Linked DNA regions of Pan troglodytes: region 2 is linked to region 1. Evidence: chromatin contacts called from public Hi-C data. All regions are on one chromosome and are shown on one strand. The core of a region is the stretch at or near the end of the contact, and the rest is flanking DNA. Distances in the headings are between cores, read along the strand shown. Region 1 holds the start of JAG1 (jagged canonical Notch ligand 1). Region 2 has its middle 330 kb from the start of BTBD3.

Region 1 (2,761 bases), core at 11-2,510:
CGGCCTCCGAGCAGCTCTCTGGGTGGCAAGAGATGGGCCTGGGAGGGACCGTGTCCCCACCACCGCCAGCCGCGGAACTTGCCTTCTCTGGGGTGGCAGTGGAAACCGATACTGTTTTCCACCTTGAGGCAAGCCTCGCAATTAACAGCTACACTCCTGGTCATAATCAAGGTCGAAGAAAGCCCGTGGGCTGGCCGTAGCCTCTGCCAACCCCTCTCCCAACGGGCTTGCTGTTGCATTTGAGGGGACCTTTATATGGAAACATCGACTTCCTTTGAAGGGTGGACAAAGTTTTGGCCCTAATAGTAGGTATGTCCTGCAGAAAAGCGTGACTGTTCAGCGGCCGGTTTGGGGCTTGAGTTCTCCTGGGTGTGGGGCGTGATGGGCTGGCAATAGGTCAAGGGAAAATAGTTTCCAACATGCTGAGTTACGAGCATAAAAGGGTGGGTATTTGTGGTTATCTACTTATTGCATTTGATGGGAGGCTCAGTATGAACAATATTTTCAGTGCCAAATCTCATCATTCTGAGGAATAAACTAGGGCAGCTAACTGACCTCTTTACATAGGTTCAAAGCTACCAAGGATGGTTAGGAGTCTTGGCATTTTAACAGCCTAAGAAATGCTCCTAAGAAAAGTGCTTACTTAGTGGTAATGTGTCCCATCTTGAGCACTGGCGAGAGAATCCATGTTTTGGAAGGGAGGTTTCTAAGAACAGAGCAAGTTTACAGCTGGTCATGTTAGCAGCTGGGGTAGGCAGCGACAACCTGGGTGTTTCAATGTGCCCCAGCCTCCCTTTCCCCAATTATCCTAAATCAAGGCAACCAGTTGTCAACTGTAATCCCATCTACACTTTTCTCACTGAGGTTTCCATCAACACCAGTCTCCCCACTTATCTGTCCTGTTCTAATTTCTACTCCCAAGTATCCCTGAGTTTGGGTGCTAAATAACGGTTTAAAAGTAAAATGGGCCGGGAGCTGTGGGTCACGCCTGCAATCCCAGCACTTTGGGAGGCCGAGGCGGGTGGATCACGAGGTCAAGAGATTGAGACCATCCTGGTCAACATGGTGAAACCCGGTCTCTACTACAAATACAAAAATTAGCTGGGCGTGGTGGCGCATACCTGTAGTCCCAGCTACTCGGGAGGCTGAGAGAGGAGAATCGCTTCAACCTGGGAGGCGGAGGTTGCAGTGAGCTGAGATCATGCCACTGCACTCCAGCCTGGCGACAGAGCGAGACTCCATCTCAAAAAAAAAAAAAAAAAAAAAAGGCAAAATGGTGCTGAAAAAGGCTGGTGTGATCTTAAAGAGCACATTCCTTGGAGTTCCCTGTGTCGGACCCTGTTTTAATTCTGTGCCTTGTGCCCCCCACAGCTCTCAGGAAAGAGGCTGCGGAGCCAGACCTTTAGTTAAAGTGTTTAGATCTCCACCTGGCTTCACCTAGAAGGGCTACCTGAGATTGCAGGTGCCACCAGTTGCAATCTGGGCCACATGCAAGCCGGTGTCACCTCCAGTCCACCAGTGAATTTAGCCCATTTGACTGATAGGAAAGAAAATATAAATTCTGAGAGGTGAAAACTACCAGATTACACCTAACAAGAACGTCAAATCACTGATAAACACAAAATTTTCATGTCACATAGCACAGAGTCCCACACCCTTCCTGAGCCTGGGAACCCACTTTTAGAGAAGGCAGTTGTGGGCTAGAGGGAATTCTTTTGAAAATTTTCAGTTGGGGCTCTTCCAAATAATTGGGACTCCCCCAAAAAGCCAGTCACGTTTACCACAACAGACACTAAGTGGAAGCTCTATCCTCCGCTTCCTTGAAGCCAGTTGTCAGCCCCCCTCCTTAGAGAATGAGGAACTGCTGCCGAGAGAACTGAAATACAGAGATTCCCCCTTGGCAGGCCTTGTCCTGCTTTGGGGTATAGCCTCCAAGTGTAAATGAATATTCCAGAAAAACCTTCCTGTGGAAAATGCCATCTTTAGCTGTCATACCTACACCTGAGAGAAGGGGAGAGGCTTGTAGTCAGTTACTATCTGACCTGTCTCGTGTGCTCAAAACATCATCCTTGGATATCTTTTCCTTTAATTCTAAAAAGATGATGGATGCCTCATTTTTTCTTTTCCCAGAAAACTTGCCCCACTTTTATCTAGTCAACAACATATAGCAGTTCTGAACCTGCAAAAGCTTTATAAGAGACATTCAAGCTATATTAGCTGTATTTAAGTACATCTGATCAACTGTAATCCTTGGTTAATCAACACTGTGGTTAAAATAAGCTAATCAATATTTATTGAGAACTGCTATTATAAGCAGTAACATCGATGATCTAAAAAATATTATGTTAAGTGAAATAAGCCAGACACAAAAGACTACATCCTGTATGAATTTATTTATACGGAGTTCCAGAACAGGAAAAACTGGTGAAAAAAGATCACAAGAGTGATTTTGAGGGTGGGTGGGTGGGAGCAGAGCTTCATTGGGATGGGCTTGAGGCTCTTCTGGTGGCATTGTGGGGTAATGTTTCATATTTTTGATAGGTGTTTGGGCTACACATGTGTATGCATTTGTCAAAATTTATTAAATAGTACATTTAAGATTGTATTTCATTAGGTGTTCAAAAGAGGAAAAAAGAATTGTGAACAGATATTCACCTCCAGTTATATGAGTGCTGAAGCATTTAGCGGGGAAGTGGAATGATATCTGCAACTGACACTGAAATGCATACAAAATTAGAGGGATGAGAGAGGATGGCTGGGT
Region 2 (2,729 bases), core at 163-2,662, 880 kb after region 1:
GATACAGACACGTGGGATACCAGAATGCCTTTATTTTGCAGAAGAACAAACTGAGGCTGGAAACAGAACTATGCAAAATGATGACTTAAAACATGAATACTTACATGTTTATACGTGTCTTTTTAATAGAAATAGCCATTAAAATCTAGGGGAAAATTACAGAGAAATTCAGAAATAAATGAACCAGAACATCACCCCCAGGTATTTCTGCTATGGACTTATCGATGAATTTTCTTCCAGTCATATTGTCTATGAATTTGTTTTAATTTGTGGTGTTTTGCATTCATACTATTTGCACAATTTTTTATCTTTGTGTTTTTAATGTTATGAACATAAACACGTCAATTACTTGTTTTCACAACAAAGTATTTCCATGAATGAACATGCCTTTGTATGCTAGACAGTTTCCTGGATTTTTAACCTTTAGATGTTTTCTGGTGTCACATTAATATAATACTGTGTCCAAAATCTTTGTACCTTTTTTGCTTTAAAAAAAAACTAGTTAAATTAGTCAACCAATGTTCTGAAGAATATTGTTAGATTCAAACTTTTAAAGTATGTTTGGAAGTTAGTTTTAGATGAGTTGCTTCGAAAATATCTACGTTTTTACCTTGCTTTAGTTTTTTTTCCTTATGTAAGCATATCTAGTTTACATTTTCACAAACAGATATTAGAGGTGTGTTGTTTTATTAACTGTTTAAAAGTCTGTCCAGTATATTCAATGAAGACATCAATCAGAATAAAATTACAAGCTAAAAATAATTCTGAAACCTTTCTTTATAAAATGGTTATCATGTATGTCATCTATGTTGTTGTGTTTGTAAATACCTATGCTAAGTGGATGGGCATAGCTCACCCAATAACCGAAAAGATATTTTGTGGGGACACAAGGACCCTTCTTTTAGGTACAGAAACTGCAACAAGCTATATAGTGGAGCTAAACTTAGGCATACAACAGCCTTTCCAAGAATTTGTGGCACAAAGCAGACAGGAATATTCTACACACACACACACACACACACACACACACACACACACACACACACATTCTGCTTCCTGTCTCTGACTTTCTAACTTGACCTTACTTACTTGCAAACTTGGAAATACAGGCATTCTCTCTCTCTCTCTCATAGAGTCATGATTCTCAAACATTAAAATAGCTTAAAAATTAACATATCTTAATGTCATCTTAAAGAGTGAGGAAATATTTAGCGATCCTGTGAACAATTTTTATTTTCTGTAAACTTCCCCAATCCTCACATTTACCTTCCTAGGTAACTATGTGCTTGACTTATATTATTTATTTTTTCTGCATTCTTTGTAGCCCTTTCTTTCCCCCCATGGACAACTGTGTGTCCCAGCATTACAATACATGTGTGGACAAAGAAGCTTTCTGTCCAGAGAGAAATTAAACATTCCAGTGGCTTTTCTCACCAAGTCCTGACACAGAGTGACCCTTGGCATCTCATTTGTGGGCGAGCGTTGAAGATGGTGGAGAGATAACCTGAAGCAAATCTCAGCCTGTTGTTCAGGCTGCCTTGGGCAGTCCAGAGAAGAACAACATTTAGAACATTTATGACCTGTAAAATTTATCCTCTAGGGTTGAGCCCACAATTTTTGGCCAATAATTATATGTGAGAGTAAAATATAAGGGACATATCTTGGAAGCAGTATTGCTGAGTACTTCAGAAATGAATGACTATTTTAATCAACCTACCTACATTTGGGCGATTATCCAAACTATTTGGCTTTTTACTCCTCTCCCCTTCCAAACTTACCCTCCTAAAAAATGTTTGAGAGTTAATAAAACGATGTATTTAGAGCCCTTAAGCCCTAGTTCACCTTGGTTTTTTTTTTCTTAGTTACCTTCGTGATTACTTCTAATTCTGCCCTGAGGTGCAAATTTGATTCCATTCAAAGGAAAAGGAAACCAAAACAAACAACAAATAAAAAGTAACTGAGGAGTGTCTCCAAAAACTACTGAAAACCTAGTTTACCTACAGTTCAAATATGATCCACTCTCGCCATCTGCTGGCTGTATTTTTGATTTTTTAAAAGGGAAGTACTGGCACAGACACATGGGCTAACGTTATTGTGTTTTGTTGTGTTGTGAATATGTGTGGGGAAGCTGGGCACTAAACCGTCCAACATTCAAATTCAGTATGTTTTTGAGCACCTATATTTAGCTGAGTCTCCCTAGTTTATAATTTGGTGGAGGGTTTTATACGTAGAGAATCATCACAGTCAAGACGAAGTAGAGACTGGGACCAACGGCTGCATCCGTCAGGGAGAACTTCTGTCAAAGAATAACGCACAGACACTGGGTCTCAGAAAGTGGCTGTCTCTGAGGACTCAGCGTGTTTCTTCTCTTTGATGAAACTAATGATGACTCAACTCCATGGATCTAATTGTCTCCCTCTAGAATTACCTTTTCTGAGTGTTCAGGGCTCCCTGATGGTTTTGGGTTTGTTTGTTTGTTTGTTTGTTTTTTGAGATGAAGTTTTGTTCTTGTTGCCCAGGCTGGAGTGCAATGACGCGATCTCGGCTCACTGCAACCTCTGCCTCCCGGTTTCAAGTGATTCTCCTGCCTCAGCCTCCCGACTAGCTGGGATTACAGGCGCAAGCCACCATGCTTGGCTAACTTTTGTATTTTTAGTTAAGACTGGGTTTCACCACGTTGGCCAGGCTGGTCTCGAACTCCTAACCTCAGGAGATCTGCCCACCTTGGT

The links. Hi-C and Micro-C count contacts between places; a contact is called where the count stands out from the background.
Region 2: a Hi-C map of stem cell-derived neural progenitor cells shows a contact between it and region 1, with 12 times the contacts expected there. The contact joins the enhancer-like site here to the promoter of JAG1 in region 1. A contact is called at or near these places in 2 of 7 Hi-C or Micro-C datasets (induced pluripotent stem cells and stem cell-derived neural progenitor cells) and 1 of 1 datasets of contacts at active chromatin or transcription factors (stem cell-derived excitatory neurons).

What each region holds. Positions count from the first base shown.
Region 1 is chr21:17,185,146-17,187,906 of NHGRI_mPanTro3-v2.0_pri, forward strand. JAG1 (jagged canonical Notch ligand 1) reads right to left here and starts at 1,261. Exons shown (of 26, transcript XM_001169666.7): 1 at 1-1,261.
Region 2 is chr21:18,069,244-18,071,972 of NHGRI_mPanTro3-v2.0_pri, forward strand. No RefSeq gene overlaps it. Among named protein-coding and RNA genes, the nearest start is that of BTBD3, 330 kb to the right of the region's middle. Within about 2 kb of position 1,413, at least 6 of the 24 cell types and tissues checked have an H3K27ac peak or open chromatin away from gene starts, as enhancers often do. A contact at or near this core is called in stem cell-derived neural progenitor cells, where this site is marked.